Linked DNA regions of Capsicum annuum: region 1 is linked to region 2. A link is a contact called in public Hi-C data. All regions are on one chromosome and are shown on one strand. Each heading gives the region's core, a stretch centred on a gene start, on an enhancer-like site or on the middle of the called end of the contact. The rest is flanking DNA. Distances are from core to core; before and after follow the strand shown. Region 1 holds the start of LOC107867734. Region 2 holds the start of LOC107867746 (VAN3-binding protein).

Region 1 (6,523 bases), core at 2,466-4,965, 530 kb after region 2:
GTACCCACAAAACTAACCTATTGCAATTTCTCAGGGTTGGTAAAACCAAAAGTTTTGTGGAAAGCAAACCCAACTACAATATCATCCTCATGCCGGAGATGAGGAGGAACCTATCAGCATAGCTAATAACCCCTCTTGAAGCTAAAAGACGTCACAATAACATGATGAACAATGAAAATATTAGCAAACTAAGTAAATTAACTATGGGACCTATGCTGTAAATCCAATTCATAGAAATCATCTGAATCACAAGAGGCCACAAGCCACTTATCAGTAAAGCTAAGGGAATTAGAAGTCAAGTCTATGCCATAAATCCCATTAGTTAGAAATGCAATCGCCAAGATACAGATCACACTGCCTAATGAAGTCTCTCCTCAAAAAGAACAATCAAGAAACCACATATGCTAAGCATTGAAAAAGAGATGAAAATGAATAAATTAACTGCAATTCATCGGTACCGCATCAATTCTAATTAATTCACATCCCATAACTTGTGAACGACTGCATCCTCTTGGCATCAAACAAGGGAACAAAACAACAACTACCGTACTGTTTGATTAACAAATATACTTTTGCTTAAGCACGACAAGATTCAACGGATTGCTAACAACATAGTTTGTATTCAAGGCAAAAGAATTCACGAAAAAATTCACCATATAGGAGATAATAACAATACAACAATAGTGGGTTTCCTTTCTATTTGACTTGTGATTAGCAAGCTAAACTATATCCTTGAAAGGAAATCACAGTCTAAACTTTGGGAAACAAGAATCCTAACCTTCAATACAAATCAACTAAGTAATAGTTCAAGAGATCTCAATCCAAATAAGAAAAACAATGCATTTACAACAATCGCCGAGATGCCACCCTCTTGCTCTTCTCCTTTCTCAAAGCTCATTCTAAGCACGCCTCCATGGTCTATATAAGAACCTTATTCCTGAAAATAAAAACCATATTTTTATCTTACCATCACCTGATTGAAACACCATATATTCCGAAAGAACATCACCAAAGCATAAATCTTTTACTCGTAGTGATTAAAAAAAGAAAGAAAGCATCGGGATAAGTGTAAATTTTAAAAAATGCATACTCATAATCAACAACAACATATCTATTGTACTCTCACAAGTGGAGTTAGGGGAGGATAGACTGATAGAGAGTACGCAGACCTTACCCTACCTTGGAAGATAGAGAGGTAGTTTCCAATAGAACCTCCGCTCAAGGAAAATCATATCAAAGCAGATCGAAAAAGAAATACCTTAAGTGAAGAAATCAAGGCATATACTAGAAAAAATAATGACAAAGCATTCAGAAAAAAAGACCCGTAACTACAACAAAATACAGCATTAATAAATGTCCAAGAGACATACATGAGAAATACGAGGACTACTAGTATGGAAGGATAAGCAAGACAATGCACTAGTACCCACTAACCTTCTACTCATAATCATTTCAATCAATTAACTCCATGAAAATTCCAAACTAATCGAGGTCGTCATATAAAATTCTCTGCCAATATTTGATAAATTCTTTTTTTCAAAGTCAAATTAGGATTCTGTAAAAAAGAAAAAAATTAAAGACTACATCTTTTTTTAATAACCATGGTGTCCGGGTCAGCTTGATCGCAACTCAACTAATTCCATGTGATACCTGCTACCTCCCAAGTCCCAACCACCACAAATACCAGATAACTCTGTCCACCAAAGTTAGATGCTAGAATTTGAATCGAAGACCTCATGGTTCCCGATGTTGGGTTCAATTGGTGTGAATGAAAAATGGAGGAACACAACCTTTTATGAAACGACATATTGTTTTGGGAAAGGAGTGATTGTTCAGATAGTTGTAGTTGTAGTTGTGTCTGTTCAGAAAAAGACACAATGTTTCGAATGAACAGACATGACTCTTCCAAAGGATACACCTTTTCGGATGAATCATTGCCTCCTTTCGGAAGGGGCACTTGATGGCTATATAAACCTGCATTTATCCACAGGTTTTGGTATGAAAAATTTCTGAATACAAACTCTTCTTTCTTCAAAACATTCCTTGCGATCAATCAAATCGTTGAGTGGGTTCGACGAATCCAATTATTTGAGGTACCACTATAGTTGGATTGAAAGCCATTTTATCCTAGGAGGAAGATTCCAAAACCTCGGGTACAGTTTATTCCTTAAGGACACTCCGTGAAGTCGGGAGACTTGGCTTTACATTTCTGTTTCATCTTAATTTCTGAAAAAATAACACACTTCTTAGAAAGATCACTTTGATCTTGTGTTGAGGGTATTGTTGTACTTCATAGTATTCTTGTTTTAAACTTGAACTAGTGTTGAAGTTATTGTGTCAAATTACAGATTCTTGTACCCGAAAACGTTGAAAAACAACACCCGACACACCTCATTAATTACTAGACCACACCCTTGGGTGCAAATTAAAGAGTACATCTTTTTTCTTTTATAACTGTGGTGTCAAAAATAGCTTATGTTCATCTTGACTAATTCCACGGGACACCTGCCACCTCCCACCCACCAACAACATATACATATATATATGTGTGTGGTGGGAAGGAAGGGAGGGGAGATATTTGACCCTAAAATCTCATAGTTCTAAACGCTCCTCATGCCTCATTGACCACCAGGCCACACCCTCGGTGCAAATTAACGTCTACACACAACTTTATGTGCTTATTTAAAGGGCAGCCCAGTGCACTAAAGATACTGCTATGCGCGGTGTCCGGAAAAGGGCCCCACCACAAGGGTGTATTGTACACAGCCTTACATTGCATTTCTATCAGAGACTATTTCCAAATCTTGAACCCATGACTTCCTGGTCACATGGCAGCAACTTTCCCTCATGGCAGCAACTTTCCCAGTTATTCAAAGGCTCCCCTTCCTTTATGTGCTTATTTAACATCTATAAATCATCATAAAGTCTATACACAAGTTTATGTGCTTATTTAGTCTCTATAAATCATCATAAAGTCTATATACAGGTTTATGTGCTTATTTAACCTCTATAAATCATCATAAATTAGACATTTAGATAAAGGATCAGGAAAAAAATTGGTATAAAAAAGGGGAAAGAGTAGAGGGAGAGACCTACGTCTGTTTAGGGTAAGAAGGCGAGGAAGGAACACGCTTGTTCCTAAACATCATATAAGCAAGTGGCAATACAACGCCGATCATCATTACTGCTGCTCCCATCATGTACCTCATTGGGCTCGGCGCTTCCACTTCTACCACTCTCATCTACACCAAATGCAATCACAAAAGCACCACGGTAATTAAAAATATATATATATATATATATGCTCTATATGTTATAGGAAAATACAAGAATATAGAAATTCCATCGAGTAAAGAGAAAATTGTGAAAGTTGAATGGGAAGAAGGAGGACTTACGGGCATTTTTGCAGCAAAAATTGATCAGATCGAACTTCAGGTAGAGGTTTCTAGGACTATATACTATTGAAGATTTGATCTGGAGGATTTTTGCCCTTTTGGCTTTTAATCTTTTTTTTGTTAATTGCACATCTTGCCTCTCTTTTTTGTCAAAATGTGTTTTTAACATATTCTCCCGATTTCATTTTACTTGATAAAGTTTAAATATGTCATAAAACTATTAAAATGATTCATTTGTGCATCTATGACAGCAAGTTCATGAAATTCATGTCGTTGTTTTTGAGAAAAGGCATTTTTCCCCTTAATTTGTTCGTAAAACTCACTTTAGCATTTAAACTTAACTTTCATTTATTTACCTCCTTAATATCTTTAAAATGTATTTGTTTGACCCCTAAAGTTATTGTGATATTTTAAAAAAAAAATAGGCACGTTTATTTATTAAAAAGAAAAAAAATCACATTTTTTAATTAAAAATTAATATAATCCCACTTTTTATTTTAATATACATTAAAAAAATATTCTTTCTTCTTCAATGCCCTCAGCCCCCATGGCCCACACCCACACCCTACACTCTTTTCTTCTCCAATTGATCAAGAACAACAATACTCATTTTCTTTAAACCATCGATTCCTTCATTAAGTATCTCATTCATTTTCTCCAATCATTAATTTCTCCATTAACAACCTCTCTCATTTTCTTCAACCATTAATTCCCCCATTAACAACTTCACCCGTTTTTTTCAACCATTAATTTTTCCATTAACAATCTCACACGCATTCTCAATCAACACTTTCAAAATGATAATTAATCGAACACAAGATGTAATGATTAAGATGTAATAATTCAACATTCTTATACCAAAAAAGAAAAAAAATCACCCTTTAGCTGGAACCTTCGAAAAAAAATGAAGTTTTTTTTTTACTTTGCTTTTTTCTGATTTTGGAAACCATAATTAACCATGTGATTGGTTTAAGATCATCATAGCGATTATGTTATTTCAAAATCAAATCTTCAGCCCTCACAATCAAAGTTATATTTGCAATTTATCACTATGTTTACGTTGGTCCAAGACTATTTTAAAAAAAATGAAGTTTTTTTTTCTTTTTGAAAAAAACAATTGAGATTCAATTGAAAAACTAGAGGAAGTGGGGCGCTGAAAAATGGGGAGGGGGTCTTGCGTTTGCAGGGTAGGGGGTGAGGGTGAGGGTTGGAAGAGGAAAAAATGTAGAGAGGGCGGGGTGGGTGGATGGGGTGGGGATGTGAAGAAGAAAGAAAATGGGGAGGGGGGAAGGGGATATATATATATATATATATATATATATATATATATATAAATAAAATAGTATATACATATTTTTTATTTTTTTAAAAAAAATTATATAAAAATAATGTAAGGGGGATTATTTTTTTTTTTTGAAAAATAGTAATTTCTTACGTGGTAATGACGTGACTCCGACGTGGTATTGACGTGGCGTTGATGTGTAGGCGAGTGTAACAGACTCTCCGTTGTGAGAGTGATATTCAATTTTGAGGGGTAAAAATAATACACTTTAAAGATGTTAAAAGGGGTAAATAAACAGAAGTTTAGTTTAAGTACTAAAGTGAGTTGAGCGGATAAGTTCAAGGAGGAAATCATGTCTTTTCTCTTGTTTTTTAATTGGGGTTTTATTATAATCATGTCATTGTTTGCTTATTCAATTTATGAAATGAAGAGAATTTTGTTATACTTTTCTCTTTCTACCTTTAATATTAAATAACCAAATAAAGTAATAATAGTTAAATTTAGATTTCCAAATCAACATTAGTAAAGTTAACTTAGTAAATATATCACTAATTAATTTATTTTTTTAAAATGTGTGTTGCGTCAATAAGGCGCAAATAATATGAAATAGAGGAAATATACATTAAGGACCGTAATGTTATATTGGATGTATGGACATATGAGCAAAGATAAGAATAGGAATGATGATATACAACATAAAGATAGAAATGACCTTGGTGGTGAACAAGATGAGAAAGGAAGGATTAAATGATTCAAATATGTGAAAAAAATGCACTAGTGTAGATGCGACAGAGGTTGTTATAGATAGTTATATGAGAGAAAGAGATAGGTCGATGAAGTATTGAGAGGTGATTAAACATTAACATGCTGCAGCTATAGCTTACCAATAATACGATCATAAATATGTGATTGTGAAGGACGCAAATTGAGGTGAGTTAAATAGACAGTTGAGATGTCTTACTTAATCTTTCATGCTACCTAGTTGTCATAATATTATCCAGAGAGTTTGTAGTTATTTTATTTATGTTTCTAACTCTTTGATAATCGTACTATTTTGTGATAGTAATCGTACTATTTTATAGTAGTATTTTATCATGCTTTCTTTGATATTTTATCTTAGATCATTCCTTTTCATTGTTTCTCTTTTCGAACTATTTTGTAATATTTTACTTGAGTAGAAAGCCTGTCAAAAACAATCTCTCTATTTTGTAGACATATATCACGGACCAAAATAGCCCAACCCCCAAGACATTAAGGACCACTTTGATCATTTTCTCTTCTTCTTTCCTTCAATAAAACAATACTCACCTGTTTCATAATAAATGAATTGTTGAACTTTGACACATATATTAAGAAAAAAATATTAAAGATATAAATTTAACACAATTTTTTATTTTTATCCTAAAAAAGAAAAATTAACCTTATAATACCTTTTTAAATCATAAGGAAAATTTTAAAAAAAAATTCAATAATTCATTTATTTTGAAACACTAATAAATATCCCCAACAATTCACTTGAAACGGAGAGAGTATAGTAACAACCTAAAACATGCAAAATTCCTTCCAATTTTCTATTCCTCATTCATTTTCACCCCCAAAATTTCATTTCCCTCTAACATACAATTTGAATTCGTTCACTTCTTCGACTCACCATCAACCTGTCCCCGCCCACACACCCCTAGCTCAAAAAATGGAAGAACAAGAAGGTTCATTACTCCACCTAACAATGGAGAAAGGGCCTAATTCGGGTCAAAATCTGAGCTACAAACCCGGTTCAAAGATCCAAATTGGTCGGGTCATTCGTGGGAATACAATCTCCATCAAAGACGAAGGGATTTCTTCTAAG
Region 2 (7,069 bases), core at 2,923-5,422:
AGGCTGTTTTCATGGCTTGGACCGTGACTTCCAGGTCACATGGCAGCAACTTTACTAGTTATCCAGTCTCCCCTTCCTTGAGGTGATGAGTTTTAAATTGTTTTCAAGGTCAAATTTCCATCTTGTTTTCAACACATGAACAAGAAAAAGTCTAGGAGAATGATATCTTTCTTGCAAAACATTTTGCTAGTTGGGAATAATGAATTCTCTGTTTCTATTCTCCTTTATTCAAAGCTCATTTCATCCCAAAAACACCTATACTAAGTGAGTTTACAAAATTCTTACTAACAAGACCTGGCCTCACACTACCAAGAGTTTTAGATGCTAAGTTTTTATTGAAAGATTTTTGTCTCTCCAATTAGTAAGTACATCTTACATCTGAAATATCATAAAGCAGACAAACCAAGAACTATCTCAAACATTTTTATACAAGAAAATAACACCAAAAAATGAAAACTAAAAAACTAAGAAGTTAGTTTAAAAGCTCTTGTTGATTTTCAACATTGTCATTGAGCCCTCAGTATCTTCAAATAAACTGGTTTTATCAAGAAGCTTTTGAATTCCATCAACCCATTTTTGTTTATGGCTTTTGTTCCTGCACTTGAACTCTAGAAGACCCTGAGCTGTCTTTACCCCAAGGTACAAATCTAAGTTTTCAATCTCTTTGTTGAATAGCCATGGTTCACTTTCATCACATACTTCATATACAACACCTGTTGCACATGAATGCCGTCAGACGCGGATGCAAAACGAGTTCAATGAACCCCATAACATTTCACTATAACAACCAAGTTTTTTTTGTAACCAACTTACATATTCCGTTACATTATATATTCTCTAATATAGCATCTCATTATAGCAACCAAAAGATATCCGGATGAACGATGTTGTTATAGAGAGGTTTGACTGTATGTAAAAGGAAAAACAAAGATACTATAGGGGGAAGAGCTTACATTTGTTATTTTTAGAAAAAGCTCCACCAACATGTTTACTCTTCAACTTGATCACAACCTGTCAATTGATCCACAGAAGTCAGTGCCTCCATTTCTATACCTAAACAATTCAACATTTGGAATTTATGATATCTCAAGATCTATAAAGCCTATTGACAGACCTGAGATTTTTTGTTTATATAAACAGACACACGCTTCCATCGTTGCAGACCTAAGAATCCAGAATAAACAACAACAAGTAGATCAGCAGCAGAAACTAGAATGATCTGTTGAACATAGTGTAATAACAAAATTTAGTGAAGTACTTCTTGCATATAAATCAGTGTTTCACCTTTTCTTGTGAGATGCAGCAATTCGCCCGCAAACGGTGGCTCATGTTCATCCATGTCACCAGGGAAAGCAGCAGCAAAACTTTGAGTTTCTACCATGCTTCTGTCACATGGACTTATTGATGCATTCCTCTTTGCTTCTTTTGGTAATCTTGACTTAAGAGCTGCTTCTCCTCTCAAAGCTTTTTATTCATAGAAAAATAGCCACTGTTAGTAATCATGTATATAAAGTATCTCAAATACATTTGCAAGAAGATAGTACGACAACAACTACGTTTCAGTTCCAAACAAGTTCAGGTCTTCAGGACAGTTATATGAATTCTTACTGTTCATGTCACTCTATTTAAGCCTGTCTCAGTTCAATATTATAAAAAAAGTTGGTTTCTCAAGCACTAGAAGTTTTCTATAATTTCTACTGATATACAAATCTTTAGCATAGTACAGTCAGAGTTCTCTATAACAACCATCCTCTATAATAACATTTCGCAATAACGTCCAATGTTTTCTTTGGAACCGATTTTCATGTTATGTTATATTTATATCGTTCTCTATAACAGCATTTCGCTATAGCAGTCAAACAATATTCGTACAGACGATGTTGTTATAGAGAGGTTTGACTGTAAGTGGCTAAATATGTACCTGTGGCAGCTGCAGCTGTTAGTGTGACAAGATCACTAGCACTATGTATGTCCACTGCTGATCTAACAACTGAGGCCACACGTTCATGGTCCGCCCCGGCTGATTCAGCCATTTCAAGACAATGTGAGGCCAGGAGCTCAGTAGCTGATGCTAAAGCCATGCTCATCTTTGAGCTCGAACCGTTGGAGTTCTCTGCTGCTGCAGCAGCTGCCAACGCTGCGGCTAGTCCTGCTATGGACAGGACACTGTGCATATGCGCGTTTTCTAGGCGCACCTTTTCTTTCTTCTTGACTGAGCTATTATTAGAATCCTTATGCTGGAACCACCTTCCAATTCCCCCGGTTTTTCGCCCGTTGTGTGAATTCAAAATCTTGGTCTCTGGCTGCAAGCAAATCCATTAATCAGAAAATTAATTGACAGGTTGGATTTCTTTCAACTCTTTTGAATTGTGATGTTATGGATAGAGATTTAAGAATATTAAAACAAATCAATAGAAAGTTGATCTTATTTTATAATTTTTAATCTTTATATGAACCTAATGCACTCAATTTCTCCATGTTTAACTAGCAATCAATCTTGAAGTCCATATGCATGTGACATTCTGGATAAGCTTTTTTAACCCCTATTTCCCCTCTTGTTTAGGAATGTTAGTCTACTTTCTTAATTTGTGGATTTCAGAAGAAGGGGAACCTTGGAGAAGTTGTCTCCGTGTGACCTATAGGTCATAGGAAGAGACGGAGCAACATTTGCTCCAGAGGGTTCATCCGAATCCCCTTCGACAGAAAATTATACTGTTTTTATACTATTTTTACATGATTTAAAATATTTTTTATGCATATTTAGTAGATGTTGAACCCCTTTGACTAGTTCATATATTTATTTCTGAACCCCCTCAATGAAAATCCTGGCTTTGCCACTGGTCATAGGTTCGAGCCGTGGAATCAACCACTTGAGCTTCCATCAGGGTAGGCTACCTACATCACGCACCGTTGGAACGTGAACCCAACCCTTCATGAACGCGGGATGCTTTGTGCAGCAGGATCTCCCTTTTTTTGTTTGACTTAAAAGCATCAAACATGTCTCATGTCATCACCAAGTTCAAGATTCAAGAAATGCTAAAAATGTAAACCATGAACACAAACCATAAGGTGAATTTGGAAAACTTACGAGTTGTGGAGGTGGAGAAACTGACTCATTGATCACACTAAACTTCCTTTCAAATGAATAATGTTTCTGTTTCTGAGCAAGTGCTTTTGATAATTCAGAAGCAGAAAGGCTCCAAGATCTTGACAAAAAGTCCATTGGCTCCATTGGTGTTTGTGGTTGATGAACAGATGGTAAATCTACTTTCATCTCTTCATCTTCTTCAACACTTGAAAGCCAACTATCTGAATCATTGTTCTTCTTCCACCCTAAAAGATAGCTTTCCTCCATAACACTTCTCAATTCAATATTCTTCTGCTCTTAAATTCCACTCTTTTGATAACTTTGCCTGTATATTTTTGAGTTCAAACAAAACGAAAAGTGTAAGACGAGAGAGTTACTGCAGCAGAAATGAAGTGTATACATGTATTGTATATTTTCTAATCAAAGGCGGATTTAGAGCGGATTCAACTGAACACACTACTTTAGACTCAAATCACTCATACAAGTGAGCAAAAAAACCATTCACTTCAGCCGCGTTTAGTATGACAGAAGTCATTTTTCGTGAAAATTTTTGGTAAATGACCATTCACTTGCTGACGGAGCAACATACCAGAAAAAAATAAAGAAGATCACTGACAGAATGAAGAATGTAAAGTTAACAACAAACACACTTTGCAACCATCATACTATATATAAAAATATACAGCTAGGTCGTGAACAGCCAACCATCTTACTATGAAAATTAGACAGCTCCAATTTATATTTGATTTTCTTGAAAAAAGACTTACTTCGTACTAAACACGCTCTGTATCTTGAATCCGCCTCTGATTTTCGCCAAAAGATGAGCAAAGAAGGGGGGAAGAAAATGACTTACCTTAACAAATCTTACTGTATACAAACACTATTAGCACAAAAAAGAACATAAACACTTGTCTCAGCTTTAGAAGTAGATTGAGTTTATATATAGAAGAGACAACAAAGCAAACAACAGAGGTACATGATAGCTAAACATAGGCACACTTGGTCTCATGAAGACACAAAAAAAATACATTAAAATATACGTATGTCCTCGTGGAAAAAATAAAATAAAATACATTACACCCGCCTCGCCATTCGCCATTGGTGACGAGGCACTCGCCTTTTACAACACTGCCCGAGCATAAAATAAAATCTCATTTTTCAGAGGGTCCTGAGCTAAAAGTAAACTCCTATTTTTTAAAGGGTCCGCAGCATAAAGTAAATTCTGATTTTCCAGAAGGATCCTCAGCGAAATCCTGAGTAGAAAGTAAATTTCCATTATATGGGTCCTGAGCGGAAAGTTAATTCCCATTTTTTAGAAGGTTTTGAGCTGAAATTAAATTTTCATTTTTCAGGAGGTCCAGTATTCACGTATTCCAAAATAATATTCTATTAATAATAAAAAAAATTAGTATAAAATAACATTAATTTGACTAAATCTAAGAAAACATTGTCCTGATTGAACGGACCTTTGTTTCCTAACGTTAAAACAATTGTTACAAAAGATTGGATTAATTTATACACAAGCACACGAGTCTACAGTCATGTGAACAAAAAATATTTTATTTCATGTAGGATTATTTATATCTCATATATCGATATACGCGGACACTGTAAAAAAATTACGATATTAACAACGTATTTGATCTGATACAGCATGTAATATATCTTATCTTAGATTACTACATCCCCTCCGATTAAATTTTTCTAAGCCAAATTAAGCTGGGATGAATTCCTAGCTTCTTCATCAGATTCGCCACTGAATATACCTTATTTTCTAGGTTATTATATTCTATTTAATATGTTGAGTTCTAAATCTATTATTTCTGCATATTTAGTGAGTTTTTTAACAGATACACCGTGTTGACTGAGCCAAAGCAAGAATGAATCAGTAACTTCTTCACTAGATTCACCTATATCATATTTTCATGTTACTACATCCCGTTTAATTTATTGAGTTCGAAATATATGACTTATACATATCTATTCGATTTTTCAACATATACATAAGAAGGTCTAAGCTAAAGCTACGATGAACTTATAGCTTCTTCACTAGATTTTCCACTGAACATGTAGCTTATTTTTCAGATTTCTTAATTACGTGGTGTTACCAGTATTTATATTATATAGTTTGATCAAATAAATATACACTAATCTTTGACCATATAAAAGTTAAAGACTGTAGCAACAAGGATAGTGGAGGTCAAATCTATTAGTATGTGTTTTAGACATGACTTTCGGTGGATGTTAACTTTGGGAGTACACTATTTATTATATTACGGTCTTTGTGAAACCGTGTTTTAATAAATTGCATTTGTGAACCTTGGATTTGGGAAGAGGCTATTTAGGGAAAAACACTTGGTGAAATTTTATTTGTTTTAGGTTATGCACTTCATGACAAAAAAAAAAAATGATAAATAAAGCATTTCGTATTTATGATGAGTCAGCAGAAGAGCTACATTTTAAGAAATGTGGCGTAGATAATTTATCTTAGTTCTATCTTTGCCTTTTGTTGAGATGAAAGTTTGTATTTATGAAGAGTCGCATTTTAAGGAATGTAAATTAGACGACCTATTCGAATTCTGTCTTTTTCTTTTGTTGAGATGAAAGTTCGTATTTATGAAAAGTCGGTACAAGAGTCACATTTTAAGGAATATGATGTAGACAACCTATCTTAATTCTGTCTTTGTCTTTTGTTGAGACGGAAGTTCAGAGGCACATTTTAAGAAATGTGACGTATATAGCGTATTCTAATTCTGTCTCTACCTTTTGTTGGGATGAAAGTATAATATGAGATATACAGGGGCAACATTTTGTTGAGATGGAAGTATAACATGAGATATATAGGGGCAACAAATTAAAATGTTCAAGAATTTTCTAACCTTTTTTTCTATTTTTCGTATATCTTATTGACTGATTTTTCGTGAAGTTAATGAACAAGTAAGTTAATTGTTTGCAAAATCAAGTTATTTATATACAAGAATAAGGATTTTTTATTTAGAAGTGTCTTGTCATTTATTAATTATAAGAATAAGGTCTCAAGTTCAAAAATTAACTCTTATAATATTGTATTACTGTATTAAATACTATCAAAAATTAGGTTTTCTATTCAAACTCATTCGCGAATATGAGGGGTGCTCAGGTGGTACTCCGCATTGGGAAGATCACCTGTTCAACTAATTCGATCGCGTAAATATCTACGATAAATGTAGCTCATAATTTTGAAATAAAGAATATAATTACTCTAGCTACCCCTTCAATTTATGTGAACCTATTGAAGTGAGCACAAACTATTTTATTTTTTTTAAAAAAAGGAAAAATTTATAACTTGTGATCCGAAATATGAGTGATTATTATAAGATCTTTCAAACTTGTGATCTTTAAAGACTCAAACATGTCATATATATAATACTTGTGCGGCTGAAAAGAAATCATTACGAGTAAAATAGAACATTAAAAGCCAAATTATTTTTAAATCTAAAAATAAGCACTCTTTTTTTTTAATGAAAGATTTTGTTTTAAAAAATCACAATTAGAAGAAGTAAATACTTAAAATGCACCGATAATGTAAACTAATTAACATTATCATTGTAATAGTACTACACAAGTTAATTTTTTTTATTTTTTATTTTTTTTGTGGAAAAAAAAGACCAATCATGTAGCAAAGTGGTGATAACTGAAAAGATAGGCATTGTGGGATGATGATGAACAACAAAAAATTCTTCAAGTGCAAGTGATCACACTTGACATTTTATTATCTTAACAAATAAAATATATATAACTCAAAAAGCTGACTTAAAAAGTTAAAACTCTGGTGAGTTTTACAGCTATTGCATGTCTTTTGCTACTTTATGCTCTTATTAGATCTCTGCATAAACAGTAAATAAATTTTTTATCATTAGATTATTTAAAAAATATTTATAAATTAATTAATTTCTTTAAAATGTAGCATTTATAATCCTGAAATAAAATAATTTGATCATG

Evidence for each region. A called contact is a pair of places that touch in the nucleus more often than the background predicts.
Region 1: a Hi-C map of bud shows a contact between it and region 2, with 2.0 times the contacts expected there. The contact joins the promoter of LOC107867734 here to the promoter of LOC107867746 in region 2. A contact is called at or near these places in 2 of 5 Hi-C or Micro-C datasets (bud and leaf).

The regions. Positions count from the first base shown.
Region 1 is chr1:10,853,933-10,860,455 of UCD10Xv1.1, forward strand. It overlaps LOC107867734, which reads right to left and starts at 3,716. Exons shown (of 3, transcript XM_016714114.2): 1 at 3,396-3,716; 2 at 3,097-3,242; 3 at 601-937. The coding sequence starts at 3,401. The coding sequence ends at 919. It overlaps LOC107867713 (FHA domain-containing protein At4g14490), which reads left to right and starts at 6,208. Exons shown (of 2, transcript XM_016714102.2): 1 at 6,208-6,523. The coding sequence starts at 6,227.
Region 2 is chr1:10,322,525-10,329,593 of UCD10Xv1.1, forward strand. LOC107867746 (VAN3-binding protein) reads right to left here and starts at 4,173. Exons shown (of 7, transcript XM_016714136.2): 1 at 3,856-4,173; 2 at 3,089-3,413; 3 at 1,922-2,303; 4 at 1,285-1,464; 5 at 1,115-1,164; 6 at 954-1,011; 7 at 316-713. The coding sequence starts at 3,355. The coding sequence ends at 478.